2 separate regions of the Rattus norvegicus genome follow, and region 2 is linked to region 1. A link is a contact called in public Hi-C data. All regions are on one chromosome and are shown on one strand. Each heading gives the region's core, a stretch centred on a gene start, on an enhancer-like site or on the middle of the called end of the contact. The rest is flanking DNA. Distances are from core to core; before and after follow the strand shown.

Region 1 (7,646 bases), core at 2,839-5,338:
TTTTAGGATTCGATCCTCACAGAAAGCCTGTGTGCTGAAGAAGGTCTTCTTCTAGCGTTTTTCACCCAGGAAGAGTCTGAAGCATGGTAAAGAGGCAGTTTAACAGTGGTCAAAATGTAATTAGATTTCTCTGTCTAGAAGTTGCTAGCATGCTGTTAGGCCAATTGAAGCCCGTCTGTCTCTGACAGGCAAACCGAATACAAGAGTTAACATTTAGATTTCTTAGTGAATCAACAACAGATCGCGCTCCCAAGTTTGCTGAGTCTGTTATCAGTACTGTGGGTAGAAAAACATACATGTACCCTCCTCCTCTGAACACACATACAACACCCTCAAAATTGACATAAACCCATAAATTTTGAACCAGCTAATCCTCTGATAGATTTTACAGTAAATGTCACATCACACTTTTTCCTTTTTTCCTCAACTAAGGACAGCATGTCTTTGTGGTTTCTGTCTCAGCCTACCCAGCCAGCTTAACCCATTTTACAAATTCTGGGTGACCCAGATCTGCAATCTTGGAGACAGACCTTGCTTATGGTAAGGCAAGGCATTCCCATAATATCCAAAGGTGACTATTAAGGCATAATAACACCAGCATTTTTAAGGTTACAAACATCAAATTCAAAATTATGTGGCTACCTCTATTTTGTAAATACACATCAATGTGAGTATGCATTCCTTATACCCAGAATATGTCCTCTAGGAATGAAACCCAATCTGCTCTCTCATGGGAGATGGTGATGCTTCAGTATAGGTTCCTGAGTTGTAGCATTCACAGCATTCTGGTGACAGAAAGTGGCAGTGGAGGGTCCCGGATGTGTGGCAAAGAAAATGCTGTATAATGACTCCCAGCACCATACATCACAATTGCTGGGAACTTAGAACTTCCCTGAAAAAATAAATTCCTGAAAGTACAGATCTATCTGATCTAAATTCATTGTATTCATACGGTTCCCACTGACAATGCATGACATAATTTTCCCTTGTGGTAAGGACAGGGAATTCTTATCACTGTGACAAAGTGCCTGACACACTTCTCAACAGAAAATTCCCATTGTGAAAGATGTCACTGAAAAAGGTAACCGAAGGTTCTTAATCAACTTCTGTGTAAATTTTTGACTTGAGATGGGGAAATCTGGTAAAGTTCCCAAGTTTTATTATAGTCACTTGCTTCTCATGACATCTGTCATCCCAGAATCACATGGTCATTGCTATTTCTCTATTTGTCTAATCTAAGTAGTGCTTCTCAGTCATAGCTACATTTCAGAGTCTGTTCCAAAGCTCCCCAAAAGTATAGACGGCAGTCCCAGACCTATGAAGTCAGTAACTAGATCTTTCTTCTAATTCTAGGCACACTTCCTGGAACCCACATGGTAGAAGAGAACCAAGTCTAATGTCCTGTGGACCTTCACATGACCCCTATGGCACATACACACTCACATGTACACACACACACACACACACACACACACACACACACACACACCGATGTGTTTATAAAAAGATAAAGAGAGGATATACCCTGGGTTTTGGCACTAATGTTGCATTTATGTTTATAAAAAGATAAAAAGGGTGTGGGGTTATGTTCTTTGGGAGTGTGGTGAGGTATGGAGAAAAGGGGTGCCTCAAGAGATCTAGGCTGAGACATCCCTTCCACCTGAGGGACTAGCCATATGATGGTATAGTGTAGAATAGAGTTTATTAGGAGCATGAGGAGGGGAGTTAAGAGGGTAGTAGGGCAGAGAAAGAGAGAAGTAGAGAAGAAGAGAAGTATAAAAGTAGAGAGAAAAAGAAGAGCAAGAGAGAGCAGGAGCAAGAGAGCGAGGAGGGGGCAAGCAGCCTCTTTTATCTTGTAAGGCATACCTGGAGCTGCCAGGGAACTATGGGGCAGAGCATACCTGGCTGTTGCCAGGTTACTGTGGGGGTGAAGCTTAGACAGAGTGCTGACACACACACACCACACACAACACACACACACACACACACACACACACACACACACATTTCCATGGAGTTGTTAAGTTTAGCAATCATCACTTTCACCTACTCTTACCAGCAGATATTGTATAACACGTTTAGTGTGCCATTAGCAAGGAACTTCACATTTTCTTCAGTGGTTCACAACACATTTGTTAAGTTTCCCATGATTCTGTAAATTACCCATCATCCATGTTCCTGCAAACAATTATATTTGACCTAACATCTTCACACACGGAAAAGAAAGTGAAGCATAATTTCAAAAGAACAGTGAGGTCAGCAGGATTGAGAAGACAAGACAGGGTAATGAGGGGTAAATATGATAAAAATCATTTAATATATATGTATGGACATATCATAATGGAGCCCACCATTATATATGATAAATAGATGTAGACAAAATACACTTTAAAAATAAATTTTACAAATAGCTCTTACCTACTTGGTGAAATAGTATGTTTTAAAATGTAACATGTTATTGATTCTTGTGGACTTTCATACATACATACAATTTATTTTGGTCAAATGTAACTTAACTCCTCTCTCTGACTAACTTAGATACATCACCCAACATCTCAAAACCTTACTCCATTTGTTATAACCCAGCAAGTACAAATTGTGCTGCCCAGGCACTCATGTATAGTTCTCTGCACTCTGAATAATTGTGATGTGTGTGTCATATATATGTATTATGACTATGCATTTATGTATGCATTTTTATATGTATGTATCATATACATGTATGTATCATATACATGTATGTATATTTATGAATATATGTATGTGTTTTTGTGTACACCATATATGTATGCATGTTTACGAATACATGTTTGTGTGTTTGTATTTAGGAAGTTTATAGTGTGCTTCCATATGACTCTTTCAACCATCCTTAGTGTTTTCCCTTTCTTCACCCCTCCGACAGTCTACCTTCTCAACCATCGCCCAACTAAACCGCCCTCCCCATTACTTTTCTTTTTTTCATAGCACACATTCTAAATATTCAATATCCCCATTGTAAGACAGACATTACTTGCCCTATTTTACAGGTGGAAATCAAAAAAATCAAAAGCCTGAATCAAGCATCTCAAATAAATATGGCATGACAGTGAGGGCTGAAACTGGTCATTGCTCTATGTAAGGTATCTAAAATGAACAGGTTAATATCTCTCTGCTTGACCGTGGACACGTCAACCCCTCCACATTCACACCTCCGTTTGACTATTCAGTGCTGTCTAGGCCTGACTCTTTCCATCTCTATGCATTCCAACAGCCTTTTGCCAGCTCTGATAACATGGTTAAGACCTTTTAACATTCCTCTCTTTTCCGTATCATGACTGCAAATGTCTGTTACAGAAGGGCATTAATAAACTTGTTATGTAAGTGTAATACATTATGTCAGATCAGTTTGGACTTCCTGAACACCCTAAAATTCAGTTAAAACATTTGTATCTATAAATGACAATCCTTTAATTTGCTACTCAGAAGTGAAATAAGACCTAGAACATTTGGACACTTGGATGTCAAAGATAGTCTTTAAAACGTTATTTAAACAAACAAACAACAAAACAAGAATAACAAGAAGAAAACCCTATATCTATTTGTAGTGACAGAATAAAAGTTTTCAAATACTTCCAAACATGCTCTAAGAAATACAGTCCATCATAGTGGTGAGGATCCAAAAGAATGATATTTATTTTCTCATTCTTCCTTTGGTTATTTAAATTTGCCTATAGTATTTTATTGTCTTGTACAGCACAACGTAGTTACTCCAGTCAGCTGCTATATTTAAGGAGAGGAGTAACGTGTAAAATCATCTTAAAAATAAAGATTAAAAATGGGTTGGAGGCTCTATTAATTGCCAGAGTGATTTTTGTATGGGCCAGGCCTTGGCTTCTATTCCTAGCACTGCAGTACTAGGAGATAAATAAAAATAAAGATGATAGTAACAAGTCATTGACAGAGAAGTAGTAGTTGTGAGGAAGAGAGTGTGGAGATCTAGGACAAGTCTAGTTGCTCTTCAGAAGGTTTTTGTACAAAGGGATGCAGGCTGTCTGATAAGCAAGTTAATTTTAGCCAGAAAGTGAGAGTGCTCTGTGTTCTCCAGCCCAAGGCAAATGCTGAAAAGGAGCCAAAGTTTAGCAAACAGAGTGAGTCTTGTTGTCTTTGTGTGAGCAGTTCATTTTAGATTTTCCAGGGAAGACAGGTTTTGTACTGTTTTGGTGTACGGGACAAGACACCCTAAAACAGCAGTCCAAGAACCATTAGCAAGATTTAATCTCAAATCATAAAATGCTGAAAAAAATATTACAGACATTGACTCAGTATAGTCTTTGCTTCTTTCTTTAGATTTATTACTTGTTTGTTTGTTTGTTTGTTTGCCTCAGCAAAACCCAGTAAGAGACTGAAAGGACTGCAGAGCATGAAAGTGAGTAGGCTAATGAGAGCATGTCCATGTGACGGCCTGTATGTACTGCCTATGGAAATTCCTTATTAAGTTACTGATTTTAGCTAGCTTTTGATATGGGTACTAACTAATAACACTCTGACAAATTCTATAGCATAATTTTTTTAGATCTTTAATATTCAATACATAAATTGACTATTGCTATGGCAACAATGGACTAACCCTACCCAGAAAGGCAACAGGCATTCAATTTGCTTTGAAGCTAAACTGTAAAAAATAAAAATAACTTTTCTAGAACTTGAAGTACATTTATTTTTTGAAATAAGAAAGGTGGCCAGCCACAAGTAGTACTCTTTTTTTTATGAGTCTTTTTCTATCTCCATTTTAATGGGCTTTCAAATGAATCTTAAAAGAAACTCACATTTATTCTTAAAATTCTTAAAAGAAACCTAGCCACTGAGAGCAAACTGCCCTTTGTCATGTTAGAGTCATAAGCTAGAGAACTGGGACTAAATAAAAATATGAATGTAAAAAAAAAACCAAGAAATTACGTTTACACATCTTAGGAGGTATTTTTTTTTCTACCCTGTTCCTTGGCAGAAGTAATGTAAGAGGCAATTCCCAAGTACAAAGAAAAGTGTAGATGTGAATTAATAGTTATCGGAAATTAGTAAATGTGACGAACTTCCTTATAAATAGTGTTCTGAAACATGTTGTGGCTAATGGCTTAGGATGCAAGAGATAGGACTAGAGCGATAGCCATAAAAGAGGCTTTCATCCCAGGGAAATAATTTACACACTCAACACAAGTGCAGTCATTGCACTGGTGTGCTGCTATCCATCTTAATTATCGCAATAAATGAACACTGGCCATCACACTTAAAAGACTATGGGACACTGCATGTTTACCCAAAGATCAGAAAGGAAAGCTTTATGTTACAATCAAGGGAAGATGAAATTGGAAATTAGGCTACTAATCTGATGAAATATTTTTTACTGAGTAAACAAGGAGCCTTTGGCATTGAAAATTTTTTCCACTCGACCTTGTAAATTTGTCGATATTTTGGTTTAAGTCATACACTTTGACCAACACGCAGAAATCAGATTGGAGTCATGAAAAATTATTTCTCTTATTGGCAATAATTAATCAGAAGCAGTTGTTGTAGGCTTGGCCTGGTAGAGTCTCAGCAGATAAACAATAGTGTCCCTCCTCACACAGCTGCTTTCACAGTGTGGGTCCAGGACAAGCCTTCTCTGCAGCATATGGTCAATGCTAGAAATGCAAATTTTACACCCCCCATGCCAGAAATGGGGAATCTGGAACTCTAGGGGCTGGGCCTAAAAGTCCGTTTGAATAAGCATTGTGGTCATTCTAATGCATGCCCAAATTTGAGAACTACCAGACAACCAAAACATAAGGTGCCTAGAGAGACATTCATTCTTTATTCTTTTCTTGCCAACACCTACCCCAGTACACTGGCTGACTCTAAGTAGTTACTAAAAAGAACATGTAAAGTATTGACCTCATGTCAATTTCAGTAGATAATTCCAATCATTGTCCTGGGTATTTTCAACTACCTGTAGATTATTAATTTAACTTACAAAAGTTTTTCAGTTGTCTTAGAGTCTTTAATATGAATGAATTTTTATGTACAGTTAGAGTAAAAATTAATTTATCAAAAATATTATTTATGATACATTAACTGGATGAATAGTGTTGAATTTTTATGTGGGTGCTTTTGGCCTCTTTGCCATTATTGGAAAATTGATAAGATGGTTCCTTGACAAGGTAGAAGTCACGAATCACGGACTCAGGGACCTGTTATGCTGTATCTCTGACCTGTTAGTCTCTATGACTAGCATAAGTTTGAAAATTTACTGACTTAACATTTACAATTTTTATTCCTTATTATTAATTCAACACAATAATTCAACATAATATGCAATGTTTTTTTAATTACACATAAACTCTAGTACTTTGGATAGATTCAGTTTACACGTCACATATATAATCTGCAAAAACCATGGTTTATTTTCCCAAGGCAATGTTTAAACAGAATGAGCAAAAAAAGAGAAACTTGATGAATGAACTGGGATGTGACTGTGGGAAGTCTCCACTTGCATTTCCAGCTAAAGGCCGGAAGGTGCATAAGGGGTAGTGCGATGGCCATCCTCATCTCTCAAAGCACTTTACGAGACGCCCTGTAGTTTTGTTTGCATTAAAGTCCCCTGAAGAAAATGGGTTGGGCAGAGTATTACCTTTCGTTTCTAGCGTCTCTAGCAAGTGGTAACTTGATACAACCTAACAAAACATTATTATAAAAAATTCATTAACAATAGAGGGCTTGATGACATAAATTAAAAGTAAGATTAGACTCCACAAACAGAAAGCATACGGACCTTTTAATACCCTCTCAAGGTATGTATGTATGTATGTATGTATGTATGTATGTATGTATGTATGTATGTGTGTATATATATATGTACATATGTATGAAACCACTTCACATATTATTAAAAGAACTCCAAAACTATTAAGACACTAAAACAATCTCTTTTCCTTGAATGTTCTCTGTGGAGTAGGGCACAGAATGCACTGTGCTCTGTGTTGTCTGGTTCTACTGCTGAGAACTAGGCCTATCATAACAGTTCACTTCACTTTAAGACTTAATCAGTCTTTTTTTTTTATTTCCATGTTCAACCCCTCCCCTTTAGCTTGCCTCTTCATTCTTTCTCACCCCACACATGGTTATTGCTGTTATTGTTGCCGTTCAAATATTCCAGAAGTACAAACTCCTCCTAGCTATGCAATCTAAACACTAAATACACTGTATTTCTGTGGCTTCTTCGGCTGCTGTACTCCTGAATACCTGGAAACTGACTCTAAGTTAGGGGTAGTGGCTGCCTCATAACTGTCTGTTAAACTGTTTTGTGTCTCCCCAGTTGCCCTTTCTTTAGGTTTTTTTGAACTTGCCTAGAAACCCACCAGTTCTCCTTCCCAGTTGTTTGGTTTAAACCAGCACCTGACTCATACTGAGCCAATCAGAACCCTTCCCCTGTGACTTTGGAATCAGATCTAGGCAAAATGTGTTGGCTACTTTTCTGAGTGGAAAGAAAGAAGGTTAATTTAGAAGTGAATAGCTGTCATTTCCCCCTTAGGATCAAGGTGGGATCGCACACTGGGAGAGCAAGACAGAGGAATAAAGAATCAAAGGTTACAAGGTAGGAAGAGGAACCTGATGCTGCTCCTGCCCTGGGGACT
Region 2 (7,646 bases), core at 3,090-5,589, 96 kb before region 1:
GACAAACCAAATGAAGAAAAAGAGCCTGAGAAAAGGCATAGACTCAGAGACCCACTGGTACGCACTCTCAGAAATCCCAAAAAAAAAAACTAAACTGAAAGCTATATTACATACACAGAGGACCTGGTGCAGAACCACGTAGTCCTGGAGCACGCTGCTGTAGTCTCTGTGAGTTCATATCAGTTTTGCTTGTAACGATTATTTTCTTGATGTCCTCCAGTCCCTCTGACTCTTAAACTCTCTCTGCCTCCTCTAATGTGGTCTAAATTGAAAGCTTGGGAGACTTCCCATGAAGAAATGCCTAGCACAGCATCTCTACTAACAGCTGTCAATTTGAAAATATGTTCTATGAATATAACAGACTTGAATTTCTGAAACATATAATCGTGGAAGTTTGCTATTTTCTCCTAAACCTTTGTAACATTAAACAATTTCTGATACACACACACACACACACACACACACACACACACACACGTGTGTGTATATAAATATATGAAAAATGTCTGAAAAAGGAAGCAGAGTAAGTGTATGTTAAATTTAATGGCATTTGTTGACCTGATAAAAATATTGTAGTATATGTCATTGAAATGAAAGACATTTTTATTATTGATCATGGTAAATATTCCTCAATTCTCAGAATTTACTGCACACACTACTACAGAGATGCTTGCTTATCCATGCTAACCATTGCTTGGTTTATAACAACAAGCAATTAGAAGCAACCTAGATGTCCACCAGCTGATGAATGGCTAATGGACATGTGGTACATTTACACAGTAGAATATTATTCAGCTGTTGAAAACAATGATATAACGAAATCGGCAGTTATATGGATAGAGCTAGGAAAAAAACATCATGAATGAGGTAACCCAGTCCCAAAAGACAAATACTACATGTTTCCTTTTAAATATGAATGTTAACTTTTAACTTTTAGTTGTGTGTGCTACAAATGAAACACATCTCAATGTTAAATATCGAGTAAGGAACCCGAGGAGGAAATCTCCCAAGAAAGGAGAAACAGAATATAGTGTTACAAAAAGACTGGGTATGAAGGGCTGTGGAAGAGAGGGGTGAAGAAGAAAATATGGGGAGGAACAGAAAGACTAAAGGCTTCTTGAAAGATATATGGAAGCTACAATATAGTATTTCAGTAGATATATTGTGCTACCAAGTAAAACCTCCAGTTCCAGATGCATTACATTCTGTTGAGTCATTGGCCAAGGGGTTGTCCCATGGACTCCTCAAACATTATAGGTGGTTGCCAAGGCTCTCAGATGCTTCTCACAACCTGACAGTAAGCCCCTATTTCTAAAGGCATCACTTACACACATCATTGAACATGGAGAAGTCAAGCTGGTGCACAACTAGAAGCTTCTTTCCTCCTGATTAGCATCCATAGTGAAGGGAAGTTCTATGCATGCTACCGGAGGAGAAAGGTAACAATGAATATCACCCAGATACAAGTCATGAGAGCTAGAACAGAGACCTGCCTGCAAGATATGCTGGTGTCATAGTGGTGCAAAGGGTGTGGGAGTGACCCACTTTATTTTGATTGGATTTAAGGACCACTAAAGGAGGTTACCCATATCAGACAATACTAAAGTGGCCACTGACTTGGAATTATATAGGTCTAGGGAAAACCCCACTGCTACCATTAAGCAATCATAGCAATCATAGCAATTAAAAGAATCATAGCAATAGAAGATTACTAGTGACATTCTGCTATTCCCATAGATCAGTACCATGCTCGACCTTCATCAGAGAAGCTCCTTCTCAGAGTGGATAGAAATGAACACAAAGGCCTACAACTGGACAGGATGCAAACAAATGAAGTATTCAGTCCTACATGGGATGTTGTCATCAGAGTCCTCCACTCAAAGCTCAATGGTATCTGTGGAAGAGGAGGCAGAAAGATTTTTAAGAGACAGAGGTGAAAGGTAACTCAAAGGTAACACAACACGCGGATACATATGTGATCTCCCACAGACTGTGGCAGCATGCACAACAAGGTTTTCATGAGCTCATGGGTTCAGGGTCAAGAAGGTGGTTCTAGATGAGAGAGAAGAGAGAGAGAGAGGGAGAGGGAGGGTGAAGGAGGGAGGGGAGGGAAAGGGACAGAGATATTGAGAGAAAGAGACTGACAGAAAGATAGAGTGACACAGAGAGAGACAAAGACAGAAAGAGACAGGGGGAGAGGTGTGGGCTACGGGTCCCACCTCTAACAAGTTGCTATCTTGAATTGATACCTTTTGACAACAGGAAAACTAGTTTTCTTCAGTTCTTCAGTGGAATTTTATTAGGTATATTAGACACTGTCCAGATCAGGAACCATGCTGAGAAGTAGTTGGCCAGCACAAAAAAAGCTCAATGACTTTTTTTTAGTAGGTTTTTGTTTTGTCTTATTTGGGCATTTGGGCATTTTGCATCATTATCATCATTATTATTGTTGTTGCTGTTGTTATTATTATTAGTGTGTGTGTGTGTGTGTGTGTGTGTGTGTGTGTGTGTGTGTGTGTGTTTGAAAGAGAAGGGGTGGGGAAAGGTGACATAAAGTTGGGTGGGTAGAGAGATGGAAAGGATCTGGAAAAAGTTGCAGAACGCACTGTATACGGCCACACCAGTCAAACTGCACTTGCAGCTAAAGCATGGTCCTTGTGCTCAGCATGTGTGGACCTGTACCAAGCTTCATTCCACACAAGCCAGACAATCTCTAGTAGTTACTTAACCAGTGTGTATTTATATAGTCTGGCTATAACATTAAGGCCAATGATGGTATCAAGTCCACAGTGTTATCACTAATGTACAGATAACTATGCATTAAGTTTTGTTAAGAAGTAATTGCCAGGCACCATGTCCGCACTAATTGCTAGCCACCGTACCTGCCTGGCTTATATTTATTAGGGTAAAAGAAACAGTGCACCCAGCATTGTGGGATGAGGGATTGATGGACAGGATGCAGAAGGCATTGCCCCGAAAGGACCACGTGTATTGAGTTCTCTCGGATGAAAACCCCATCAGGTGGAAGAAATCTGGATGAAACTCAGTGAATTGGGGGCACAGGTTCTCACCTGTACAGCCAGTGCTGGCTGAGAGTTGGGTCTAGTTAGAGGCAATGGAGGAAAACACACCTGAGAGAAATCTGAGAAAGCTATCTGGAAAATGGTTAAAGCAAAGCTTAAAGAATTTAGATTTTCTTGACCTCTTGCTCTTGCTCTTACCTCTTGTTCCTGCTCTCCCCCTCTCCACATTCTCCTCCCCACTCTTTCTCCATGTGCTCAAGGTCATCCTCTCTCTCTCTCTCTCTCTCTCTCTCTCCCCTTTACTCTCCCCCTTCTCCCTCTCTGCCTTTCTCTCAATTCCCCTCACCATGTTCTGAATAAACTCTGTTCTATACTATAAAAAAAAGAACTTAGATTTTATCCCACAATGACTGTAGAGGTAAGGAAGGGAATGGTGTGTGATTTTGAGGATAGCAGTTATGTGCACAGGTTTTTAGCACTTGATAGTTATTGTTACTAGCAATGGGGAGCAAACACAGCTAGAGAAGGCCCAAGAGTTCCAGAGCCCCGTGCAAAACTTCAATTTCCTATATAATTGTGAGGAAATAGGGCAGTGGGGACAAATAAAGGTAGACATAGTGAATAAAGAGACAGGATGAATGTTTTCAAAGTAAAATCGGTAAGAGTTTCCGTACGTCTGCTGACTCCTCAAGCTCCAAAGTTCACATTTCCCAACATAGCTAAGTACACTGCTCACTTGAAGAACAGCTAATACAGAGCCTCTGTGGGAGTGTACCATACACAGTGTGTGAAATCACACACTAGCTAGGCAAACAGGAATGCGGACTTTTGTGTTAGTTCTTTGGAGAAGCTTGAGACTAAATACGCAGAACAGTCCAAAGCAAATATTAACACGGGCAACGTTAGGTGCCTGGGTTTCTAAATGAAAATTGTTAATATAAAATGCTTTAACACCTTCAGGCCCTGTTTATTGTGTGCTTCAGATTATGGAAATAGGAGAACTAAAATGGGAATGTAAATAATTCCCTTTCTGTTTTATTTGAGTTTTGTGTGTTTACTAGTTGGAGCATTTGACCAAGGGGCCACAATTGAAATGCACAAAAAGCCCCAGACTTTTGTCCTTGTAATTTATAGTTATTTTCCTTTCCTTCTAGAAGTCTCTAAATTAATTGGAGCATCCGGTGTTTTGGAAATGCTTCTGTTTAAATGGAGGACACCGCAAGTCTCTGATGTCAAGTGTAAAGACCTTGCAGGAGTGTGGCATCTGTACTCCAGTTCAAGGTGTCATATGACCAAGATAGTTGCCAATGACAACTGTTGCCAGCCTCACTTGCTAGAAATCTTCAAGGGTAACATGATGCAGAGTGCATTTCCTGTATGGAGAGCATGGAGCTGTTTATTTTTGTATCTCTAACAATGTCTTTGGAATGTTCCTTGTAACTGAGGCTTAGAGTCTAGTCTGTTCTTGGGTTTCCGTCCAAGCTGCACAAAAGGGTAATAGAGCAAACTGTGCTCTGCTCTGCCTGGAAGTCAATCCATCTGTCTAACCTGCAGCTGCCTGGCTGATGGCCTCTCTTCCATTCACCAACTCGGTCGCTTTTGTATGCTCTCCTCAGATGCCCTGTGCTTGAGAAGTGTTTCCAAAGCATAGCATCAAGCACCCACCATGGCAGATTCTGACTCTCTTGTATATGTTCTTTTTTGAAATGTCTGCCATTGAGGTTGAATAACAGATAAGATATCTTTATTCGAAATCTACCATAGGGGTTATAGTGATGGTTCAGTGGTTAGAAGCACTTGCTGCCCCTTCAGGGGACCAGGGTTCCAGTCCTAGCACTTTCACGGTGGCTCCCCACTCTCTGAAACTTTACTTCCAGGAAACCATCACCCTCTGCTAGCTTTGATTGGAGGCAGGCGTGCACTAGGATGAACACACACACACACACACACACACACACACACACACACACGCACATCTGTAACACATACATACATGCAGGCAAAACCTGCATACACCAAAACCTGAAATCTTCCCAGCAACACAACAGGAAATATCAGTTGTTAGCCTACGGTCGAAAAAACACCAGCATAAGAGAGCAAACAAGCAAGGTTTTCTCATTAAATACTTGCTTTCTTGCAACACAGCTAACTTTTGGTTTACAGAACAGAAAGCTTAAATGTTCTCCAATGCACACTCCCCACTATGAGGAAAGGAAAGGGTTAATATTCTGTTGAGATCTGATACTTCATTGCTTTTGTTACCTTACTGTTACTCCGCTGACAAATGCTGAGTACAGTATGTCAGACTTCTTAGTTTACCATAGGAGTTTCCTATTAACAATTAGTAATGATACTGAAAGCACATTGGTTTGAGTTTCTAATTGGTGCTGTATTTAATATATATATATATTATATATGTATGTATGTACATATATATGTATGTCTATGTCTATGTATGTATGTACATATACACACATAAATATATATTTGAAAATAAATATATAAATTAATAAGAAAAATAGAGTATATATTCTTTTTTGCTTATTTATTTTTCGTGTGTGTGTGTGTGTGTGTGTGTGTGTGTGTGTGTGTGTTGAGTGCTTTTGTGTGATGGTTCAACTAGCAGAAGTCAGTTCTTTTCTTCTACCATATGGAACAGGCTTAGGTGGTCAAGCTTGGCACTGAGAACACTTATCTGCTGAGACATCTCAGTGGCCCTGCTGGTGACAAACAATTTAGCTATGCTTTGCGCTTCCTTTGGATTGATTGTCACTATCTCTTACAAATTATTAAACATTTAATTCCATTGCTGAAGCATAGCACATGGTTTGGACGTTAGCAAGCCCCATGGTTTTTAACTTTTGGATTGCCTTGCGAGGGTAAGAGCACGTTGGAGAAAGTCCTACCACAAGCAGAAGACCCCTGGGTCTCAAACGTAAGGGAACAGATTATTATCTTCAGAGCTGTCGCGGGGACAATGAAAATCTGACTTCACATTTCAAAACTACACAGAATATTTAATTTTCCAGGACCATGTAGCTATAATTTTCAAAGAATTTATAATGTAGCCTATCTTTTGTGTCATTTGCATTTTTGTTCTTTAAGGGGCGAGCACTCGGGCAAGCTACAGGTTACATGTTTTCCTGACATCGTATTTTGCGGGCTGGAAAGGAGCCTTACCATGATAACCCAGTCATTCCCACGAGCATGTACTAGGCTACAGATCTGGGACTACCTTGGAAATAATCAAAGTGAGTAAACCCATTCACTGATGTTCTGAGAAGCCCACCCAAACAGGATTTGGAATTCCTGTGCTGTCTCTGACCCGATCTGTTAATCTTTTCTGTCACAGTTCCTGCCAGGTGTCAGTCATTCTGGCTAATGACATCTAACATCTGCCAGCAGCTCAGAACCTACAAAGCACTTTTCCATATATCGGTCTGTTTCCTCACAGTCCCTCTCCAATTTGCCACTAATGTGCCAGGCCTTTGAAAACAATATAATCAAACATAAAAGAGAGGCTATTTAAAGAGTAAACAGAAGCCTAGTGAGAGGCCCCTGGAGTTTCCTTAGAACAAGGCTTAGTTCACGAACATTAGCATTTATTTTGGCTACTCAGACATTTGTGTTTCCCAAGGACTCTTGGCTATGCCTGGAATGGGTGAGGTTGGTAGATAAGAAAATGCTAGCTTTATTAAATATTTTTATTATTGTGCTTGAAAATTAATCATTGTACATTCAAGTGAGACATGACTTAGAGTTTATTTAATGTAGGTTGCTCACTGTATAATTAAAGATGTAGAAGACTAGAAAATCTTAAGTGTTGAAGTCAGAGCTCAGTCAAGAAAATGAATCTTTCAGCTCTTAGTCTCATATTCTTTCCATTAGTATTCCCAGCTTGCAATCTTCTAAGTTGCCTTGATTTTTTAAAAGTAGTCCTCATCGGGAGGTTATTTAATACTTCCTAGGGGCTGCTTAAATCTTCAGGTGATACCAACTCTCTCTATCACACACAGACACGCATACAAACACAAACATACACGGATATACACACACAAACATGTAGGCATGAACACGTCCCCACACACACATGTAACTGTGATACAGTTTACTTTGTAAATAAAGCCCTATAAGAGATTATTAACAATAGTATCTAAGGATAGTCTTGCTTGAACAATTATAACAACGTGCTGTCATGAAACCATCACCACTACTCTTGTACTGATAAAAATAAATAAGCGTTACCGAACAAAAATACTAGGATATGCATAGAACGACATTCTTGCAACTGAGACAGCATTGTTGCACCACGCAGTGTGGATACTGTACACAGCTTAGGCCTGCTGGGCACAAGCAACAGTCATGTCCTGGGTAAGAAGGAGCAAGATAGCTCAAGACTTTACCATGGTGCTCACCAATGTAATTTGAAGTTTGCGAATTGTTTGTTCCTGAAAATTTTAACATGCTACATTTGAATTTCTATGGTCCATGATTAACTCTAACATGGGAAACGGTGAATAAGAAGTTGTACTCTCCCAAATATTGGAATCTTTGACAATGATGTCATAATGACGGCAACACATTTCAAGTACAGTTGTTACCATACAAAATGAGGCCTGTATG

Evidence for each region. A called contact is a pair of places that touch in the nucleus more often than the background predicts.
Region 2: a Hi-C map of liver shows a contact between it and region 1, with 4 times the contacts expected there. The contact joins two enhancer-like sites. A contact is called at or near these places in 3 of 12 Hi-C or Micro-C datasets (the A7r5 cell line, liver and mammary epithelial cells).

The regions. Positions count from the first base shown.
Region 1 is chr11:61,823,658-61,831,303 of GRCr8, reverse strand. All of the region lies in intron 1 of Alcam (activated leukocyte cell adhesion molecule), which reads right to left. Among named protein-coding and RNA genes, the nearest start is that of Alcam, 22 kb to the right of the region's middle. Within about 2 kb of position 4,088, at least 31 of the 93 cell types and tissues checked have an H3K27ac peak or open chromatin away from gene starts, as enhancers often do. A contact at or near this core is called in liver, where this site is marked.
Region 2 is chr11:61,919,499-61,927,144 of GRCr8, reverse strand. The region is part of intron 1 of Alcam (activated leukocyte cell adhesion molecule); the gene reads right to left. Among named protein-coding and RNA genes, the nearest start is that of Alcam, 120 kb to the right of the region's middle. Within about 2 kb of position 4,339, at least 10 of the 93 cell types and tissues checked have an H3K27ac peak or open chromatin away from gene starts, as enhancers often do. A contact at or near this core is called in liver, where this site is marked.